3 separate regions of the Mus musculus genome follow, and regions 1 and 3 are each linked to region 2. The links are chromatin contacts, called in public HiChIP or PLAC-seq and Micro-C maps. All regions are on one chromosome and are shown on one strand. The core of a region is the stretch at or near the end of the contact, and the rest is flanking DNA. Distances in the headings are between cores, read along the strand shown. Region 1 holds the start of Gpa33 (glycoprotein A33 (transmembrane)). Region 2 overlaps Mpzl1 (myelin protein zero-like 1). Region 3 overlaps Gpa33 (glycoprotein A33 (transmembrane)).

Region 1 (3,903 bases), core at 567-3,066, 520 kb before region 2:
TGGAGCAGAGTAGGAGAGGGTGGCCGTGTCCTTCCAGCCTCCCTCTCCTGAGGCAAGCATCCTCCTTTCAGATATGAAGGCTGAGGCTGGCAAATCCAGACTTCCCATCCCTCAGGCACCCACACAATCCTTGTGCCCAATGAGGGACCGAGCAGATGAAGGAATGGGCAAGCCAAGGGGACAGGGGCATTTGTCTCAGGAAAAATGGACCTGCCCATAGAACTTGAACCCGCTAGGCAGAGTAACTGTCCCTCAAAGCCTTGAACTGATCAAGCAGTTGTCCTGCCTAGCAGGTTGTCCTTCACTCCAAAGCAAGGGTTCAGAGGCAGGCTGGAGAGGAAGCCCAGAGCCCTGGAGGATGTGCCGGGTGGTGGCTCAGTTGGTTCTGGGCTTGCCAGGGTGTATTGAACAGTGTGCTAACCAAAGCCTCCTCGGGGCTCCTGAATTTCCTGTTCAGCTCTCACTTCCTCCCGGTGGTTCCCAGATCCTGGAAGCAAGCTGCTGGACAAAGACACTGAACTAGGGTCTCTGAACTAAACTCCTCTCAGCGTTCCTGACCCCCGGTATGCAGACACCCTCAGGCACCCTGCCCTTCTCCACACAACTGCTTTGCTATTTAACACTTAGTTTCTATTCCGCCGCAAACCCATCTGATGCTGCTTTGAGAGGTGGGAGGAGGGGTTCTCTGCCAGGCAGGGAACACAGGGAGCACCGGCCTGTGGAAGCCTGCTTTCCAGCTTGTGGCTCTATGCAGGATATCGAGGAAATTTTTTCCTCTTTAAGTTTCCTGTGGGTGACATAGGTGCTAACATGTTTATGGTCGTGTCTTTTTCTAATTTTAAAAAGACTGGAAAACCAAAACCAAAACCTAGATCAATGGTTCTCAACCTGTGGGTCGCCACCCCTTGGGAGATGGAATGGTTTACCCCCCCCCCCCCACAGGGTCCTTTAAGATCGTCAGAAAACACAGATATTTACATTACGAGTCATAACAGTAGCAAATTTGCAGTTATGAAACAACAATGACAATTTTAAGGTTAGGGGGTCACCACAACATGCAGAACTATATTAAAGGCTCAGCACATTAGAAAGGTTGAGAACCACTGCCCTAGGCAGTAAATCTATCTAGATCCACACCCTGGCGTTTTTGAGAGCAATCCTTAATTTCAAATACTGTGTCTAACCCTTTGAGTTTCTCATTTCAACAATGGACTGGGGGTTGTTTGGGAGCTAACGGAGACAAGGACTGTGTTGATTTAGGACCAGGCCTACAAACTGCCCCCACCAAACAGTAGAATGTATAGCTCTGCTCAGTGGGACAGAGCACTGCTGGGACCAGGGGAAGTGAGGGACACTAGGACTGCCTCTGCTTCAGCAGTCGGTCACACACCCCACCCATTCCCCAGAGCTGGCAGCAGAGGGGCGTACTCACTTGCACAGAACATCCACACCACAGATCCTGCCTTCCCCAACATGGTCTGGCTCCTTTCCCGACACAAGCCCAGTCTGGAACTGGCAGGGCACTGGACAGGTCTGGGCTGTCTGGTTAAAGCTATGGCCTCTGGCCTGGTTCAGCCTGTAGTCCCTGTGACTCTCCTCCAGCTCACCTGGGCCAGACTGGGCCCACATGCCCCACCCAGTCAACGGACTGGCAGGTGAGCTCACCTATGGGGTGAGGCCCCTGCTCCACCTACTCTATGAAAGGCCCCAACAAGAGTCTTCTTCCTTCCTGGAGCCAGCCATCTTCCTGCCTTCTCCCTCTTCAGCAGGAGTGCAAAGTCCTGTGCTTCTCAGAAGGTGTGGACCTCTCATAACTGATGGGATGTTGTTGCTGTGTAATAAAAAGGGAGCGAGCTCAGAAGTGAAAGCTAGTAAAAGCAGGGTGTTGCCCACACTTGCTGAGGCACATTAAGACCCGGCATTGTCTTTTTCTTTGCCCTTCCTCTCTTCTCTGACTCCCACACTGGGACAGAAATGTGGTCTCGGAGGACACAGGAAGTTCCTGTGTTCAGAATTGGTACCCGGCTTGGGAAAGTAGCAGATACACAAGAAACCAAGATGACAATGTATCTTAGTTCTTCCTCTCAGTTTCTAACACCATAGTCTTGTAACCTGGGAGCCCTGAAACCTCACAGTCCCAAAACAACTGAGATGTTTGTTACCTTCGAATAAATGTAAGAGGTGAACCGAAACACCTTTCATCCCAGCACTCAGGAGGCAGAGGCAGGCAGATCTCTGTGAGTTTGAGGTCAGCCTGGTCTGCAGAGTCAGTTTCAGTACAGCCAAGAATATCTATAGGAAATAGCTCTCCGGGAGAGCTATCTGATCAGGCTCTGCCATAGATACTCTACATTATAGAATATGTACAAATGATATTATGTCATTTAAATATTTTTATTTAATAAAATACCTTAGAGTTTTTTTGCATTCATACATACAGCACTACTATGTTCTGCTTAATAGGTAATGAATAATATCACACCACGTGTTACCTTTTCCAAGTTTGTTCATATTTCTACATAGTTATTGGTCTTGGGCTTCCTGGTTTCTAGAGTGTCTTTGTGTTCTTGGGAAACTCACTTTTGATAAAGTGATTACTATAAATGCTTTCCCAGGTGTTGCCTTGTATTACAAATTCCCTGTGTACAGTGATCTTTTCTAACTACCAGGTTTAGTTGGCTTACAAACTTATTGCTTTTCACCTGTTACACTTTGCTTAGTCACAGTTTAGCCTTCTCCTACTGTATATGATGATTTTCCAGTTTCTGGACACTGTCGTCAGGTTATCTTACTCAGGACAGACCCCCTGATGCTGGGTCTCTACTCTGGCTCTCTTGCTGACTCTGCAGCCCTTAAGAAATGAACGGACGTCCATCTGCTCCTTAAATTGTCCTGTAAGGTGTGCTAGGATTCACTCTTCAACGTCCCTTCCCTTTTAAGAGTTATCTTCCAGGGTGTGTAACCTCTGTTCTGTCTCTACTTAGACATCTAGCCGGCTGCGGCTCGTTCTTTCCTGCTGCAGGACTGTGCACTGTGCTCTCTCGGCAGCCCCTCCCCACTATTATACCCATTATATTTTATCCAGCTTATCCTTTAAAGGCCTGCTCCTACATCATGTCTCCCACGAAGCCTTCCCTGGCTTCGCAGCTCAGAACTTGCTCCTTCTTGAGATTCAGTGCAGCGCTCTGAGTCTCTTCTAGGGCAGGAACTCCACTCTTACACTTCAGCTATATTTAGTCTCTGTCTAATGCCTCCTAATAAACTGTGAGCTCATTCATTCATTCAGCCAATCTCTGAGGCTACTACTCTGGGCACGTTTCCATCTAGCTAGGAAGACAAGGGCTATGAGTCTAACTAACTTAGTCAGGTACAGTGCCCAGTGCATAGGAGGTAACTAAGAAATATTTACAAACGTGGAGGCAGATGGAAAGATGGATGGATAGGGGAGGGGTCACTGTGGAGAGGGTGAACTGGAAGCCACCAGAAGCATGGAGGCAGGTAGAAGGAAGGATGCACGGACTCTCAGGACGTCGAGCATGAGAGGGTTAACTGTGGGCAGTTGGGGACTGCAAGGATGGTGGCAGAATGTCATGAGTTCCACCATAGAGTGGGTCATGAGTCTTTTGGAGTTTATCAAGTCTTCCGAATTCTTACGTTACTCCCTAGTTGCAACTGGCCACTACCAGGGCCATGAATGGTGAGGCAGAGATATGAAGGGAAGGTACAACTTGTTGTCAGGCTGGTCTCAAGCCATGACTTCTCTTTAATCAAAACATGGTGTTCTCCCCATGCCTGGCTGAGGGCCAACCTGTTCTGTATAATTGGTATTTTCCTTTCCTAGGCTTCCTCCAAGATGCTATGAGGTAAAGTTAAGTTCGTTCCAAATGTGCTGATTTGGATTAT
Region 2 (3,713 bases), core at 79-2,578:
CCCACTCAGCTACCTCTCTTTTGCCTTCCAGGACCATCTGCCTACAGTGGGTTGGTCCCTCCCACATTGATCATTAATCAATAAAATGTCCCACAGGCTTGCCTATCGGCCAACTTGACGAAGGCATTGCCTCACCTGAGGTCCCTTCTTAGATGACTGTAATAGGTGCCAAGTTCACAGTGAACTAACTAACACATTGCAGCTTCCCTCAACTTTGTTTTTACTCTTATGTTGTTAACTTCCATTTCAGTTATGTGTGTGTGCATGCACACAGCATGGAAGTTGGAGTGAGATACTGTGTATGCTGTGGCCTGCATGCGGAGGTCAGAGGACAACTGTCAGGGATCTGTCCTCTCTGTCTGTTATGGGCTTTGTGCCAAGGACCAGCCTCAGCTTGGCTTGGGGTTCCTAAGAGAAAGGGTGTCTGGGAGCCGCGAAACAGTTCTAAGCTGACGACTTGTGTTCCGCTAGAGACAGCTTTCCAGATTGCTCGCTGTGTTCTACTCTGCTCGAGACAGCTTTCTCTTGCTATTCTAAAAACTCTTACGATAGCTCAGATCAAAAGCCCAGTTTTTAATTTATGTATCAATTCAGTCATTCCCCAGGTTCCGATGAATCAGCATCCTGTGACTCCAGCCCTTTGATTCTTAGACAGAGTCAGCAAGCACAAGCACAGACAATAAGATAGCTGGGTGAGACCCAACTCTGAAATTATCATTCCTACCATGCCTGGGCCTGGACCTAAATTCCCTCTGTCCCAGGCTGATCTTGATCTCAGGAATCTACCGGCCTTTGTAAGTATAAACAAAAAAACTTTGCTGGATGGGACCTTGCCGTGTGATCACCACTCCCTAAATCTATTTCTTTCCTTCCTTAGTATCTGACAAGCTAGCTCAGAGTTCAGTTGCCTTTAGGTCTGTGAAGCTCATTATATAATTTGTATTGCATCCTTATATGTTGCATAGTTGAGAAATTATATATTTTTGAACTCATGGATTCGTTGTTCTTTCCCACAGCCTTGAGGGCTATCCTGAAGGTCACAGTGTTCTACCATTTAGCTGAGACATAGACACACCCTCGCCTCCTGGACTCATGCTGTCTCTGATTATCATGGAGTCATCAAGCTTGGCAGAGAGGACCTTCCTTGAAGGAGGAACATGAAAATATGTACACCATTATACAAACAAGCCATATGCCCACAGCCACCACTGACACCCGTGGAGGCCCACACACTGCTGGCCTGTTCCAGGGGCAGGAAACCAAGTTATACTGTTCCTTACATGGCCAAGCCAACTTGGTACTCTGGGTATGGAACTAGGTTATCAGGCTTGTGCAACAAGCACTTTGACTCTGAGCTATCTAGCTTCAACTTTTATTTCCGCATTTTCTTGAGAAGTATCAGATTTCCACATTTTTAAAATACAGCATTATTTTTGGTTGACCTTCCCCACCATCCTCTCCTCTCCCATCTCTCTCCTCCCCCACTTCTGTTTTTATAGCATATCTGTCCGACTCCTTCCCCTCCCAAATTAAAGAATCTCTTTTTCCCCTCACAAGCCCTTTTAAGTCTCCATGGTTCTGTATACACTTAACTTAAATGAACTTTAAAAAAATATCAAAAGATAGGAGGATCTGCATATAAGAAACAATCTGTGGTTTGACTTTCTGAGCTTGGGTTACCTCACTTCATGTGTTTTCCAGTTCTACCCATTTCTTACACATAATTTCAGGCTCTTTATAGTGGAATAAAGTCCATTGTGTATAGTTTCACTACATTACCCATTCATCAGTTGGTGGACATCTAAGATAATAGCCACTTTTTTGCCATGATCCCATAATTATAAATTCTAGGTCTGAAAAGAATCTATTTGTTATTTTTTTTTTACATTGGGATCTCAGCTTTTCGTGATTTGGAATGTAGCTTAGCACAGTTCTTTCCATGTCTTGGTGCTCTTCATGTTTGCATGTGTAGACATTGTAATTAGACCCTGAGAACTCCCTTTTATGACTCTGAAGACGAGCTGTCTGGATCCACAATCATTTAACTGTGAACTTCCACTATAATAATTAAAAGGGTGGGGGTGGGGGGGGGCAGGCAGGACAAAGGAAGCCATTCCTAATTGTTTAAGAAACCAACGAACCCACCCCTTGCTTGGGCTGCATGGAATGTAACCTTAGAGGGACACCTGCTTTCTAGCGTCTCTTTGTTCACACAGGAGAACATTCTTAACAAAGGCGCCATTCCCGCTCAATGTGGAAGGTCAGAAACAACAATTGCAGTGTGCTTGTGTAAAAGCACTTTGGATTCTAGACTCTGCCTTTGCATTGAAACCATGTGCAGGTTTAAGCAAGAGAAACTGATGCTTGAAGTATGCTTGGTAAAAGCTGTTGCTGCTGTTGCATAGAAACCACTTGCAGATTGAACTCAAGTTGGCAGAGGTGAGTCAGGTCTCAAAATGGAGTCATGATCCAGAGGAACGGGAGCAGTTGAGGAAGCTGTTTATTGGTGTCCTAAGCTCTGAAACCACAGATGATAGTTTAAGAGAACATTCTGAGAACGAGGAACGTTACAGGTTGTGTGGAGCTGAGAGACTTTCAACAAAACATTCCAGGAACTTTGGTTTTGTGACTTGCTCCTGTGTTGAAGAGGTGGATGTAGGAATGTGTGCCCGGCCATGAAAACTTGATGGTTGTGGTAGAACCAAGGAGCAGTTTCTAGAGAGTCCATAAATTGTTATCAATAAGCATAACTGTGATGTGAAAAGGGCCATTTCTAAACAAGAGGTGCATCTGCTGACCACAGAGAGTCTGCCAATGAGCCTAACTGTGAAGAAGAGATGCAGCCTGCTGGATCATAGAGAGAGTGGAAGGAGGATATGGCAACTTATGGCTCTTGGAAGCAATTTTGGTCTTGGTGGAAACTTTGGTGGAAGAGGAGGCTATGGTGGTAGAGATTGTGGCCAAAGAGGTAGTTACAGAAGTGGTGGTGGTGGATATAAAGGATTTGAAGGTGATGGTGGTAACTCTGGTGGTGGTCATGGTTACAATAGTAGAGGAGGCGATGGTGGTGGACCAGGATATGGAGACCGAGGTGGTGGATGTGGTGGTGAAGGAGAAAACTTTGGTGGAGGTAACCATGGTGGTGGTGGTGGTGGTAACTATAATGACTTTGGAAATTAGAGTGGATAACAGCATCAAAATATGGATCCATGAACGAGGGCAGTGTTAGAGGATGCTTCAGATAGTCTGCGTGGTGGTAGCTTTTGATCTGTGGTAGAAGTGGTAGGTATGGAAGAGGAAGGCTTAACAGCAGAAAATGGCTACAGAAGAGAGGGAGGGGTTGTCAGGAAAGCTCTCGGTTACTCTGAGACAGTCATCTTCTCCTCAGTGCTTGAGAGGAAATGTGAAAATCTGCCACAGAAGGAACACCGGTGCATAGCCAGAAACGTTGCTGCAGCTTAGACAGGAAGCCCTTCTTGTTCGGGCTGCCCCAGCATGGTGTGCAGTGTGCTGCCGTTCAGCAGTGCAGTGCAGTGTCAGTTAGATGTACATGCTGAGGTCTTTTATACCTGTTGTAGCTTTTCTTTTCATTACTTCAGGTATGTTGCCCTGTAAATTGTAATAGTGGTGCCAGGAGTAAAAAATTTTTTTAAATTTTAAAAATTAAAAAAAAAAGGAATTTTTTGCTTAAAAAAAAAGAAGGAAAGAAAACA
Region 3 (3,539 bases), core at 977-3,476, 540 kb before region 2:
CATGACCCAATGCATAATTCTGGGCTGTGGCCTGAAGGTCACCATGGTGAAGGAGGTGACAGGAATTAGAGCAGAGACAAGCATGCCGAACAGAGGAACAACATGTGCAAAGGCTCAGAGGCAAGAAGCAGGAAGAATCCATGAGACTCCAGGAAGCATCGTTAGGGGCGAGGAAGGGAGAGCACTTGGTGGAGGAAGTTGTCTCTGAGGTCCTCCGACCCTTCTACCTTTGTCACATGCCATTTTGGATGGCTTGCATGCCCAGTTCAGGCACATGGTCACCCATCTTGAGGGTTAATGCCAGTCTTAACCCACCTGGAAGTTGTCAGAGGAATTGTCCCCGACTCCTCTCTTCCACTCCAGCAGCTGCATAATTTCTTCTTGGAAATAAGCAGGCTATTATTAAGAGTGCCTTGCATCTGCTGACACAGCTGGGCCAGCCAGGTATGGGGCGGATGGTAACCACCAACCACGGGGACACATTAGAGGCACTCCCGAATCGCCAAACAAAACCCTAGCTCCTGAGGATCAAAGGCCAGCCTGCAGGAGCAGGTGAGCAGAACACCTGCCAGAGGTTGGCTACTTAGGCTCCTGCAGCATCCTGCCCGCCCGCCCGGGAGTTAGCAGACCTGAGACTGGCGGTGAAGGGGAGGCGAACCTACCCTCTGAGCATTCCTTCCTGCTGTGGTTCTCTCTCCCTCCTGGGCCGCACACCAGAACCTTGCAGGGCCCTTACCTAGCCAACCTCACTCTCAGGCATGCCTTTAGCAGGAGGCGCAGCGGCAAACTCCCATACACTCATTAGACTAAGTGGTGGAATAGCAGAGGGACACCACCCACCCCCCAAGCTAGTTTTTGGTTGGTTGGTTGGTTGGTTGGTTGGTTGGTTGGTTGGTTGGTCGGGGCGGGGTGGAGTTGTCGGATACAGACAGAAGTGGGAAGGAAAGTGCCAGAGACCAACTGCTGAGGCGTAAAAGGCAAAGGCGCCTGTTTGGAAAACTAGCACCTGCTTCATCCACTCCTTGGGTGTGGTCTGAACAGGAACTCCAGAAACTGCCCGCCAGGGTGATGGCCAGCAAGAGAGATATGCTTTCAAGAGGACTGAGTCGAGATCTTTCGCTCCAGGCCCTTGACCACAGGCTCTAAACTTCCTGCGGGCCCTGTGCCAGGCACACCCGGGCCCTCTCTCTCCAGATCTTCAGCGCCCCAATCACAAACAGCCGGGATCTCGAGTTAGATCTAGTTTAAAGAGCCCGCGGGCGGGAGCCAAGAGGACTGGCGAGGGAGCAGAAACTCACAAGGGAGAGGGTCTTGTTCTCACGTGGCCTGTTTTACAAACAGAAGGTTACCTGAGTAATTACTGAGGGAGAGGCCATGGAGGGTGGGAGGGGATGTGTTAGGCTTCAAAGCCTCTCAGATGCCGTCTGTTCCCTTTGAAGACGTCAGGGGGCGCCAGAGGCCAGGACAAGGATTTAACACCTGCCGCACAGGCTGCTGAGTCTTCTGACTTAGGGGCTTCCTGCAGGTGAGCTAGACAAGGCTAGCTCCCCGGGGCTAAGGTCGGAGTTTCCTGCTAGCCTCCCCAGAATGAGCCGCCCCGTATAATTAAAGTCATTCTCTTGTAAAAATTATCTAGTTATATAGACACCGAGAAAGAAAACTTTTCACAAAGAATATTGCTGGGTTTATTAACATGTAATTTTTTTTAAAGCAAGAGGTTAGTTTCAACGAATTCCATACTCTCATATTAAACGTGTAGCCTTAACTCTTCGGGTTAATCTGATTGTCTTTAAAAGTAGGTGGTCCTTGATGTACGGGCCGGAGTTTGGTTGGAGGACCAGCAGAATCAGGTTTCAGATTTACACCGATTCTTGCCATTTGTTTGAAATCCTCTGTCAAAAAAGGCAGGCCAGGTATTTAAAGAACCCAAATGTTATACAAGTCTGTGTATATATAATCCTCATATGTATATATAACTTATGATTTTTATTCATACCTCTACACAAAGTGAGATAAAGGGGTATATTGTAGTATTGCTTGTTCAAACAAGAGCTAAAAAAAAGCGTTGAAACCTGAGGTGTTCACGGTGCGCTGTCAAGAAGCAACTTGCTAAGTGCTTTATAATATCTCACGTCTTCACAGGAAAGAGCAAAGTGTCTGAGTGTGTGGTGTGCGTTGGGAGAACGCCGGGCGAAGTCTAAGACGCCTGCCTGCATTACCACTGGTTGCCACATGGTGGCGGGGTGGAAGAGGTCTTGCCTATTCTTTAGGCAGCATTAGTTGATAACCGCAGTGTAGTCTGACACGCTATAAGGCTTTCTATGAGTCCAACAACTACCACATACAATTTAAAAGAGCTTCTGCCAAGTAGTGTAAAGGAAAAAGAGGAAAAAGGATCCTCTGTTTTGATGCACAGAGATGCTACCTCCCAGAAGTGGGGCCTTGCTCACACTGCACATAGACTAGATTCTCATTAAAGCAATCCCAGTAACTGGTTTGAGGCAATTACTTCCTGTGGGCCTCACCTACTCAGAAATTAAAGCAGATGAGTTTCCTCGCCTCTCCAAAACTATAAATTCCAACAAATTCTCCTGTGAAAAGGATGCTATCCTGGGACATACTTCCCATTGGTTGGCGACTGTGCCTTTGTTAGAGGAAGGGTGGAAAAACTGGTGTGGAACAGAGTTGAGAGCAGGGAAAGAGTCACCTATGGGGGTCACGATTGGCCCTGTGAGTGCCACACAAGATGAGAACCCGTGTATTGCTTGGGGGATCCCCTTCACTTCTTTTCAGTAATGAGTTTGGAAGGGGAAAGAAGAGTTGGTATGGAGGGCAACGAGCAACGGGAGCAAGGGGTGACTCCAAAGCCACACCTCTGCCCTCAGAAACACCCTGCTAGCCACCGAGAACCCCCGGAGAGCATTTGAGAGACAGAGGGAGAGACAGAACCATGGCTCTGCTGCTGACAGCGCCTCTCTGCCCACCCTCCTCCCACAGGAAAAGACAGAGACACTCACCAAGGACCAAGAGGCGGACTCGAGACTTGGCGTTGACATCCTGGTCCGACATCAGTGACACGGAGCACTCGTAGGTGCCATTGTCGTCCATGGTCAGCTGGTCGATGGTGATAGAGGCATTTGACAACTCAGCATCGTTAGATACTCTCACTCGATTCTCATAACGGTTCCCATAGATGTATTTCTTTGTCACAAAATTCCAGGTGACCACTCTTTCCTGAGAGAAAGAGGAAATGTCTGTCAGGACCTGGTGTAGACCTGCCCTGACTCAATCTTCGTCCCCCAGAGCAAACCAACAACATGTCAAACAGAAGGGCAGTACCTGCTGGTAGATTCCTCTTGTTATCTAGCTAGATAACTTTAGACTTTTAAAGATTTGCTTTTGAGCTTTAGGGACTGGGGTTGTAGTTTAGCTGGTAGTACTTGCCTACCACACGTAAAGGCCTGGATTTGATCCCAGTGCCGTGTAAACTTGGTGTTGCGGCGCGTGCCGATCATCCCAGCATTCCAGAGGTGAAGGGA

The links. A called contact is a pair of places that touch in the nucleus more often than the background predicts. HiChIP or PLAC-seq counts read pairs in DNA pulled down with a chosen protein or histone mark.
Region 1: a Micro-C map of embryonic stem cells shows a contact between it and region 2, with 5 times the contacts expected there. The contact joins the promoter of Gpa33 here to the enhancer-like site in region 2. A contact is called at or near these places in 1 of 39 promoter capture datasets (embryonic stem cells), 1 of 484 Hi-C or Micro-C datasets (embryonic stem cells) and 2 of 9 other capture datasets (adipose tissue and liver).
Region 3: a contact with region 2 is called in an H3K27ac HiChIP or PLAC-seq map of embryonic stem cells, with 2.5 times the contacts expected there. The contact joins two enhancer-like sites. A contact is called at or near these places in 1 of 484 Hi-C or Micro-C datasets (CD4 T cells), 2 of 115 datasets of contacts at active chromatin or transcription factors (embryonic basal ganglia and embryonic stem cells) and 1 of 9 other capture datasets (liver).

What each region holds. Positions count from the first base shown.
Region 1 is chr1:166,128,134-166,132,036 of GRCm38.p6, reverse strand. Gpa33 (glycoprotein A33 (transmembrane)) reads right to left here and starts at 1,816. Exons shown (of 7, transcript NM_021610.2): 1 at 1,433-1,816. The coding sequence starts at 1,475.
Region 2 is chr1:165,612,651-165,616,363 of GRCm38.p6, reverse strand. All of the region lies in intron 1 of Mpzl1 (myelin protein zero-like 1), which reads left to right. Among named protein-coding and RNA genes, the nearest start is that of Mpzl1, 20 kb to the left of the region's middle. Within about 2 kb of position 1,328, at least 33 of the 459 cell types and tissues checked have an H3K27ac peak or open chromatin away from gene starts, as enhancers often do. A contact at or near this core is called in adipose tissue, embryonic stem cells and liver, where this site is marked.
Region 3 is chr1:166,152,263-166,155,801 of GRCm38.p6, reverse strand. Gpa33 (glycoprotein A33 (transmembrane)) reads right to left here. Exons shown (of 7, transcript NM_021610.2): 3 at 3,018-3,234. Among named protein-coding and RNA genes, the nearest start is that of Gpa33, 24 kb to the right of the region's middle. Within about 2 kb of position 2,226, at least 31 of the 459 cell types and tissues checked have an H3K27ac peak or open chromatin away from gene starts, as enhancers often do. A contact at or near this core is called in embryonic stem cells, where this site is marked.